Regions from separate parts of the Mus musculus genome. Here region 2 is linked to region 1. A link is a contact called in public HiChIP or PLAC-seq data. All regions are on one chromosome and are shown on one strand. Each heading gives the region's core, a stretch centred on a gene start, on an enhancer-like site or on the middle of the called end of the contact. The rest is flanking DNA. Distances are from core to core; before and after follow the strand shown.

Evidence for each region. HiChIP or PLAC-seq counts read pairs in DNA pulled down with a chosen protein or histone mark.
Region 2: an H3K27ac HiChIP or PLAC-seq map of bone marrow-derived dendritic cells shows a contact between it and region 1, with 2.4 times the contacts expected there. The contact joins two enhancer-like sites. A contact is called at or near these places in 1 of 15 datasets of contacts at CTCF or cohesin (the NIH/3T3 cell line), 9 of 484 Hi-C or Micro-C datasets (the HL-1 cell line, Th1 cells, bone marrow-derived macrophages and 5 more) and 2 of 115 datasets of contacts at active chromatin or transcription factors (bone marrow-derived dendritic cells and embryonic midbrain).

Annotation. Positions count from the first base shown.
Region 1 is chr9:52,188,920-52,194,084 of GRCm38.p6, forward strand. No RefSeq gene overlaps it. Among named protein-coding and RNA genes, the nearest start is that of Zc3h12c, 42 kb to the left of the region's middle. Within about 2 kb of position 2,177, at least 6 of the 459 cell types and tissues checked have an H3K27ac peak or open chromatin away from gene starts, as enhancers often do. A contact at or near this core is called in bone marrow-derived dendritic cells, where this site is marked.
Region 2 is chr9:52,268,643-52,273,807 of GRCm38.p6, forward strand. No RefSeq gene overlaps it. Among named protein-coding and RNA genes, the nearest start is that of Gm25562, 20 kb to the right of the region's middle. Within about 2 kb of position 2,944, at least 19 of the 459 cell types and tissues checked have an H3K27ac peak or open chromatin away from gene starts, as enhancers often do. A contact at or near this core is called in bone marrow-derived dendritic cells, where this site is marked.

The DNA.
Region 1 (5,165 bases), core at 927-3,426:
AAGATGTCAAGGGACTTGCTGAGGGTCACACAGGTCGTCAGTGGCAGAGCCAGAGTCCAAGCCCGATCCTGTCAGCATCCAAAGCTCTTGAACTTCACCAGTAAAGCCAAATTTAACATTTGAAATCATGTAGTATGGGTAGCAGGAGGGACAAAGCACTGTATTCCTCACAGACAGGAAATTGTGAGTTCAAGAGAACTGTTTGAGTGTAGTGCTGAGGTAAAATGAGTGACCTTTGGCGTATTCCTGAGAACATGGAGAGTGAAGTGACTCAGGGTATAGCTAGATGCTGCTTAAAATTAGAGAGATTCTATTGGCTGTTGCATTCTTCAGTGTACTAACGCTACCCCCAAATTATCTTACTATATAGGTATATATATCTTACTATATATCTTACTCCCTCCAGTGCAATGATGAAGAAAGGAAATAAAGAATTTATATATTCAAGATTTGCTAACTTTTGAGCTAGTAATAATTGCCTTACTCCAACAAATGGTTTACTAATGAAAGAACAGAATGCTAAGAATGCTGTGCGTGTAATGCACAGGCTGCAAGAGTTGGAACCAAGGCTTTTCAGATCACCATCATCATTACCATCACCACCATCATCATCATACCATCATCATTTATGGATATACAATTTAACAAGTGTTTAGAGACAACTCGGATCCTACAATCAGATATGTTGTTTCATGACCTAGAAAGATCTATTACAGTGATTTCTATGAGGCCAAGAGGATCTGGGTAGTATTGCCCCAGTGTGCTGGCTGGTTTTATGTGTCAACTTGACACAAGCTAGAGTCATCAGAGAGGAAGGAACCTCGATTGAGGAAATGCCTCTATGAGATCCAGTTGTAAGGCATTTTCTCAATTAATGATCAATGAGGTAGGGCCCAGCTAATTATATGTGGTGCCATCCCTTGACTGGTAGTCCTAGATTCTATAAGAGAGCAGGCTGAGCAAGCCAGGGGAAGCTTGAATTGCTTTTTGGTCATGGTGTTTTGCCCAAGCAATCGAAACCCTAACTTAGATATCCAGGCATCCCGTGGTTTTAAAAGCATGTTTCTATTTGGCTTTCTCAACCTTAAGAGATGAACAACCTTCAGGAATTAGTGCTGCAGCGAAACCAGGGTTGCCCAAGACCACAGCAGTGCTTTCCCTTGTACTGGATGACTTATCATTGATATGGGATGAGCAGGGGTTCTGGGCAGCTGATTTATCAGCTGGGCAGCTGATTTATCAGCTATTAGTAGAGCAGACAGAGAGTACATCTCCAAGGCATATGGTTCTAGTTTCAGGTATCTACTTTTTCATTCCTGCACCCCAAAATGTGAGCTAGTTGTCTCCTAAAGTTTTCCATGGTATTTTGTGTAATGTTCCACTGTGGCCCATCCACATCACTAAGATGGACTTATTCAAATGACTGTGTTCTTATCTCTTTCCAGTACTTATGTAGCACATTGCTTGGTGTACAGTAGACAACAGATGGACAGTCAGTGACTGATGGTAAGGCATGGGGGACAGGACCTGTGAAAGGAGGCACTGGAAGAGAAAGATGATCTCCAGTCACACTTGATACAGTTGTCCACACAAGCTGTAATGAATCATTTCTTGTGTGGCGGTATAGTAATTAAGTCTTTCATTTTATGTTTTATTATGGAGTTTAACTTGAAATGCACATACTTTGTGTTTGCTGGGTGCTGGGCATTATGGGATTGGTTTCAGTTCCTAAGAAGCAGCCAGTCCAGTGGGAAAAGTGAACCTAGGTAAAGAACTATAAACCAAGGTCACATGATCACTGTGATGAAAGCACATTTGTGTTAGAAGGGGTGGGGTATTCCTTATGTCATTTAATTTTAACAATATAGTGAGATAGAGACAATGATTGCCCTGTTTTCAGACTGGGAAAGTGAGACTCAGAAAAATGAAATGAAATTTTGAATATTATACAGTGACAAAGTTGGTAGAGTCAGGTGACAAGCTCAGATTAAATTGCATTAAACAACAATAACAACAAGAAGAAGAAGCTGAGGACTATTGCACTATAGCATCCAGTAGTACAGAACAGAGAGGGATCATTTGGGAGCAATGGCAGTGGATGACAGGGAGGGAGAAGAGACAAGTGAGAGAATGTCAGATCAAGGAGTTGACAACAGAAGAGGAAGAGAGAACTGCAGCGGTAAAGTCCCAAGGGACTCAGAAATGTAATGTGGTCAGGGAACTGGGGGAGTTTGGTATTTGTTAAGGAAAGAAACCAAGGAACAGCGGGGGTGGAAAGACAAAGATTTCATCATGGGAACTAAAATGTCTCCAAACTTCTATCGTTTCTGAAAGAATCTGTTCCTTTGCAAGGCTTTGCAAATGAGAAGGAGAATCTTCGTTACTTGCTGCTCATGTGCCTGCTAGGTGTCTGTCTGGCCACATCTACGTGATATCCCAGAGGAGTGAGTTCTCGGCCGACAGTCAGAGAAGAGCTCTGAAATACTGAGATAGAAACTCTGCATTTGCCTTATTTATAATAGCCAGAAGCTGGAAAGAACCCAGATGCCCCTCAACAGAGGAATGGATACAAAAAATGTGGTACATTTACACAATGGAGTACTACTCAGCTATTAAAAAGAATGAATTTATGAAATTCCTAGGCAAATGGATGGACCTGGAGGGCATCATCCTGAGTGAGGTAACACAATCACAAAAGAACTCAAATGATATGAACTCACTGATAAATGGATATTAGCCCAGAAACCTAGTATACCCGAGATATAAGATACAATTTGCAAAACACATGAAACTGAAGAAGAACGAAGACCAAAGTGTGGACACTTTGCCCCTTCTTAGAATTGGAAACAATCACCCATGGAAGGAGTTACAGAGACAAAGTTTGGAGCTGAGACGAAAGGATGGACCATCAAGAGACTGCCATATCCAGGGATCCATCCCATAATTAGCCTCCAAACGAAGACACCATTGCATACACTAGCAAGCGTTTGTTGCAGGGACCATGATATAGCTGTCTCTTGTGAGACTAGGCCGGGGCCTAGCAAACACAGAAGTAGATGCTCACAGTCAACTATTGGATGGATCACAGGGCCCCCAATGGAGGAGCTAGAGAAAGTATCCAAGGAGCTAAAGGGATCTGCAACCCTGTAGGTGCAACATTATGAACTAACCAGTACCCCGGAGCTCTTGACTCTAGCTGCACATGTATCAAAAGATGGCCTAGTCAGCCATCACTGGAAAGAGAGGCCCATTGGACAGGCAAACTTTATATGCCCCAGTACAGGGGAACGCCAGGGCCAAAAAATGGGAATAGTGGGCGAGGAGAGTGGGGGGGTGAGGGGGGGACTTTTGGGATAGCATTGGAAATATAATTGAGGAAAATACGTTAAAAAAAAAAAAAAAAAGAAACTCTGCATTTGCACAGAAGCCCAAGCCAGTTAGACATGAGCTCAGAATATGCTACAGTTTGCATGATTTTGTCCCTCAAAGGCTGATGTATTGAAAGTTTGTCTCTAAATGAAGTGAGATTGAGAGGTGGAACCTTTACAACATGGCACCTAGTCATGGATTTTTGAGTTAATTGAGTCCATGTCTTAAGAAAAGCCTGCAGCCCCCCACCTCCCAGTTTTGAGAGCTGATCTTTGCCCCCTTCATGTAACCATCACTTTGACACTGGCTGTTGTGAAGTGCTCTTCAGCACTGAGGAATTGCATTGACTCAGAATTTCAAGCCCCCTTTCTTCATAATGTTGGCCTACCACAGGTAATCATTATAGTAACAGAAGCACACACTCATGCTGACTCTTAGACCTAGTAAACAGTGGGTTCCCAGGATATCTTAATACTTTTTTAAGATAAATGAATAAAAGAGAATTTACCACCAGAAGTACTCAAGTCTAACAAAATTTAGAGGAAAAAGCTAAGAAGAACTAAAGACAGTTGTCTTATAAAATCAAGAAAAGCAAGCAAGATCTAGAATGAATATTTTTAACTGATAGTAGCCAGACACTGCACTGTGAGCAGAGGTGACTGAGTGCAGAAAAGTCAGAAGGCTCTGGCATGAGTTTTGTTGGAGCTGATTAGTACGGAAAGAATACACACAATTTCCTTTAGAGTAGCCAAACTTCCCTAGTCCTGTCTCATTCTTTTTTTTTTTTTTTTAATAAAAAGAATTATTACCCATGAAACTTCACATGAAACAGTCTTTACTGGCTCCTATTGTATTTAACATAGGAAATCAAGCAACAGATTTTTTTTATGACTGTTTCTTACAGGTTTTGCTGAAAAACCACGACTGGACAAGTTGATTTGACTCAAGGCTATGTAGCATAGTATCTGGAACAGAGGGTTTACAGGCACTAAGAGATACTTTGTAAGCAAGCCCTCTCTCAGCAAAAGGCTCTTGGCAGGAGGTGGATAATGCTGAGGTGGCCTTCTCCGTCTAGGGTCTAATGTGCCAGTGGTCTTTGTGGCTGGTTGATCGATGCATGCCTTGACAATAAAAATAGCAGAGGTCAGACTGTCGTTGTATTATTAACATAGAAGAACTTTCAGGTCACTCTTGGATGGCTGTTTTTGCTTTTTTGTTTTATTCTTGTCTGTTCGTGGAAGTGCACTGGATTATCGAGAGATAATCCAGCAAGAGATATGAACCATGGGGCCAGGAACCTGTCTTCTCTGCCTATGTTTTTAGAAATAAAAAAAATCCAATGGAACCATGAAAATGCTCCTTATGGGTTTTCTAATTCTCTATTAGAGAATTACCACAAAAATCTTATAACTTTGTTGTTGTGATAGAAAGCAGAAATAACACCAGTTATAAACACCTTACTGTAACTATGGCTTTTCCTGGCATCATCTCTTCCTGGCTAACACACTGCCTGCTGAACTTTACCTTCCCTCACAGCATCACTTGTATCTGTGTTAGTTACTTTTCTGTTGCTGTGATAAAATACTCCGAATAGACCCAGTTTAAAGAAGAAACAGTTTAGTCGGGCTTAAGGTTCATGGACTTAGAGCCCATAGCATTGAGGAAGGTCATGACAGCAGGCAGCTGGAGCATAAAGCTGACTGATCATATCTCAACATGTACAGGGAGCAGAGGCAACAAGCAAAGAGTGGGGTGGGGCTAAAACCAGTCAGAGCCCCGCCCCAGCTAGTGACTAG
Region 2 (5,165 bases), core at 1,694-4,193, 80 kb after region 1:
GTAAAGGTAGGTATTGGAACTTGGGGTTTCAGTCATCCAGGCTTGGGTTTAGCCCTTGATCTGCAGTTTAGTAGCTCTGTGACACAGGGATAAAGTCTCATTTCTCATGTCTAACAAAGGGATCTCAGTGCTATCTGCTGTGGTGGGTTGCTGTGAAATGGCAACATCAAATGAAATGCATAGAAGTGTCCGATGAATGTCAGAGTAATCACTGACTTTTTACAGTAGATTTTAAAACGAAGCAACCATTATGTCGGACATGGAGGAAAATCTAGAGAGAAACAGGAACATGGAAAAGCTGAGTAAGAGAAGGCAAAACTCAGAGGGTAGAAGTTTGCAAAATATACAAACAATGAGAATGTATTCTCAAAGTCACAATTAAGGTAAGAAAATCAGGACTATCTAATTGAGGAAATGTGTAATGTGTAATGGCTATTCCTGGTTATCAACTTGACTAAAACTGGAATGAACTACAATCCAGAACTGGAAGGCTCACCAGTGATCCTAATCTGGAGGCTGGAGATACAAGTTTCTGACCTGGATCTTGGCATGGAGATCTTGAGACATAGTGGCTGTGAATTCCAGAAGATTAAGACAGGGAGATCTCTGAGTTCGAGGTCATCTGGGATTAAAGGTGTGGTGGCACACTCCTTTAATCTGGGCTACACCTTCTGCTGGAGACCTAATTAAGGACATTGTAAGAAGGAAGATTTGCTCTCCCTCTTCTTCACCTGCTTGCCTTGTGCTACTGAGCAATTGCTAGATTCTTGGACTTCCATTCACAGCTGCTGCTGACCATTGTTGGGAGTTGGACTGCAGACTGTAAGTCATCAACAAATTCCCTTACTATATAGAGACTGTGACTCTATAAGTTCTGTGACTCTAGAGAACCCTGACTAATACAAAGAGAAAATAACCCTAAATTATTGGGTCAGTGTAATGTTTTATTTCTTGGTCAAAGAGAAGAATTTTCAGTTGCAAGGGAATATGAAACATATCTAGAGGAATCTGAAAACCAGCCAGCCAACCAAGTGAGTCCATAATAGCAGAAGAGAGTTACCTAGTTAGTGTCTACCAGCCATGTTTGTCTAAAATAGCCAAAGGCTACAGATGGAGCAAAGGGCAGGTGTGGCTTCACAGCCATAAATAAGAATCTAGGAGGAGTCACACAGTGTGAAGTAGTGTCCTGACAACAGTTTCATCTTTATTCTGATTACAACACAAAGAATGTACCTATTTAAATGGATTTTCATGAATTTTATATTTACCTTAGGTGGATTATTAAATAGGCTGTTAATAGTTTGAAAAGGGGACAGGAATGAGTACAAGAGGTAGGTGCTAGTTATTAGATATAAACCTTTTCAGTGTGTTCCTTTTTGATGAAGATTATTAAGCCCAGAGGTCATGGAAGTGACTTATTCATTCATCAAATCCGTGAGTGGATGTGTTGCTTAACACGGATTGGGCGAAAACATATTGCTTATCTTATTTTTTCTTTTTTGTCAGAGACATAGCCATGTGGTCACTTACTATTGAATGGAGGCTGGAAGCAAACATCTTACTGAGAATGAGGCAGAGACTTGAGCAAGTCGGAGCCAAAAACCAGTAATATTTTTCATTAAACCAGGAAACCCAAGGGTTGTTAGATGGAGTTAAAGAACTCAAATCACGACTTTAGAGCCTTCTGAATGAACCATGTTAATGATGTAGGTGAAGGAGTCTATGGATGTGACACTGAGGGCTCTGGACTGGAAATGTAGATCTGGCAGTCATTAGCTTAGATAGCTGTAGAACTTCCCTCAGCGACTGAGTTTTCACAGGAGGGGGATATTGAATGATGTAGGATTTTTTTCATTTATGCTTAAGTCCTCAGCTACCAGGATGCAGAAGAACAGACAGACAGACAGAATGGTCTAAAAATAAGAAGTTTCCCCAGACAGGAAGATAGAAAAATAAGGAAGGTGGCGGTAATAGCAAAAGGCATTAGGAAAGTAAACTTATGAATTGAAGTTCAAATGATGTTGCATGTGCAATTAAAAGATTAGTTGTCTTCATTGAGGCTCAGAGGCCACACGGCAGAGCTGGAATAGATGGGAAAATCTAGTCAGGTGGAAAGTTTAACAGGGTCACTTATATTTTTCTTTACTTTGCCAAGAAATTGTCTATGGCCAAGATATTCCTCATCTCTTTTCTTTTCCTTTAGTGAGAATTTTTAATAATATTTTTAAGGAAGAATGAGCTTAACCAACATTATATTCCATCTGGATATAATTACATGCAAGTGAACTGACAATTATATAGTAAAAAAATAACTTTTGGGCTTTCAGTTGACTTTAAATTTACTAATATTATCACCACCAACCATAATAAAGGTAGCATTTGACCATTTTTTTAATGAATTTGTTATGAAAGCTTCAAATACATAGTGGATTTCAAGTCCATACACTATCTTGAACTAGGAAATTGGCTGTCATATTTCCTTTAACTCAATTGGACGTAACTGGTGTTAGAGGGCTACGGTTAACAATGTCAGGTCAGTTTTGGATCTTTAAAGGCCCTGGAAGGCCTTACACTGTGCAAGTGCCTTGGACAGTGAACTGGGGGGAGTGGGAATTCCATTCCCTTCCTAGATAGTATTCCTTACAAAGCAATTGACTAGTGTGCCTGACTCATGATGAAGCTATCTCTTTGGGGAACCACCCCAGAAAGAAGGAAACCGGGCTTCTTGGGCCCATCATTGTGTGGGTTCTTCTTGCCTCCCCTTCAAACTCCTTCCCTCTGACCTTGAGACTTCTATTCTAGGCAGGGAGTAGAAGAAATGAATCCTTTTTAACCTATGCACCTCCCACACATTTCGTCTTGATGTCTCCCTCCCCCGTGCCCCCCAGCTCTGAGTTCCCCATTTTAAAACACAGACACAAAAAGTGGTTGCTGACAATTTCTGCTTTCTGACCAGCTGCTGTATTCCCTTGGTGAGGCAGCAAGCTAAGTAAGGCCTGCTCAGTATACCTGTGAGTGGTGAGAGATCAGGAGAAAACCTGACCACATCACTACCAGACCAAAACCCCTTAAAGTCCTTCATTTCTTGGGCAAAAACATTTGAAAACTGGACATGGGCTTGGAAATGTACCCTAAAGCTTCCCTCCCAGTTACCGTGTCTACGATCCTACTGTTGCTAGGCAAGACCAGGTTTGTGCCTTAAAGAGAAGAGAAGCCACGTGGGTTCTTTTCCAGGAAAAGAGTAGTGACTTGTCAGGCACTGAGGGGAGAGGCCCAGGTCTTCTGGCTCTCACGTGCTTGGAAAGATTCTTAAGAAATAATAGTGACCCAAACTGAGAACTACCATCTGACATGTACTGACTGTGTCTTGGATCTTGAAACCTTTAGGCACTTAAAGAGAATTTTCACTTCTCTGTCAGGCTGGGTCTAACTGTTCCTCATCTCCAACATCTTTCCTGTCAATGGCTCAACAGGACTATGCATCCTTAGAGATCCACTCTCTGGTCTTTAGGTCAGAATTACATACGTCACAGAGGCCTCTGAAGTCTTACAGAAGCTCATTATTAAGGAACCTTCGTTCATAGTGATTGTTCAGAGCTTTGCACTAAGGTTTCAGATATAAAACTCAAGGGGTGTGTAATCTCACTGGGCGGATCTAGCATGGGTGTGAACCACCCAGCATTGTGTGACTATAGCAGGCAGTTTCGCGCAACTATGAACAAACCCCCTAGAGAGAATCAGCTTTTAAAGACAAGACGTTGTTTTGGCTCACAGTTTCAAAGCGATCAGTCCATGACTGGTTGGCTTTGTTGCTTTTTTGGCCCATAATGATTTATCCCAACATGGCAGCCGCATGCCACTGAGCCATGTAACGGTGCTTACCCCGTGGCTAAAGAGTAAAGGAGAAAGAAGAGAGGGGACTAGGGTTCCACTATCCTGTTCAAGAGTATAATGACTAAGTCCAACCCCTGAAAGGGTACACTGTCCTTACAGGGAACCATGCCTTTACTTTATGTATCTCTGGGTCACTTCTGAGATTCAAAATACAGCACTGTCACAAATACCTCTGTGCCACTGCTCTAGGAGTCTAGAGATGAGGGGCATAAACTAGATCTGTCTGCTGACACTCCCGGTGGCACTTTGAATTACAGCTGCCTTTTGGAAACCACACTTAAAAATAGCTCTAGTTCAATGTGCAGAAATTCTGACCCCAAAGGACAAGACTCAGTTGAAAAAAAAGGATGAGTTATTCTTAGGTCTTTATGAGCAACTGCAAAGGAATTCTCATTCTCAGCCACACCAGCAATTAGCACTAATGATCTCTCTCTCCCAGACGTATGCTTTGGAGATGAGATGAGATTGTATGGGGCCAAAGAACATGGATTGCCATTCAGATAGGCATTGACCTTGTCTGTGGTAATCAGGTACCCAGGAGCCACGGCGATAGGTTTACATTTGGCATGGCAGTTAAATGCAGAGCAAGGCCCTTCACTCACACCCACTGCATTGATCACTCTGGTATTTAAATCTGAGCCCGGAAGCCTCCGAGTACTGAAGCACCATTTTCAGATTGCTACTTAAGATGAAAATCCAACTTTTTTTCTGTTGCATTTACGAAACTGAATCAGTCAGAAGAACACTTTGATACGGTAAATACCTACACATCAGTTCATCTACTTTGAAATTAATCAAAATATTTAGGCATCTCCACAGAAAACTCTAATATGCCTGAAACAAGGCAATAGTTATTTACTCCCCAGGATCAGAATGTGTTTTGGGAAATCTCTATTTGACTTTGATGCAAAGAATAAAAGCTGGTTTCATGGAACTCTGTTGTCAGAATAACTAATGTTTTGAAAACACGGTGATTCAGAGCCTGTCCGATGTGGCTATTGAGTGTGCATCTCGCTGAATCTCAGAGGAAGGGATTGTTCCTTTATCTTGTTCTGTATTTCCTTTGGACGTGGGCTCTTTACCACTGTGAACAGTGAAGAGCTAAACTGTTAACAGGTTCAAAGGAAGGCAGCGTGGTGCGTTGCAAAGGCAAGTGGGAGAGTAGCCGCAGAGCGGACATCAGCCACCGTTGCTGAAGAGTCCTTTTGCCCTCCATGCTCACAGCTCAACATGTTCTGATTTCCCCAAGGACCCTGGGTGTAGTGGGAGGT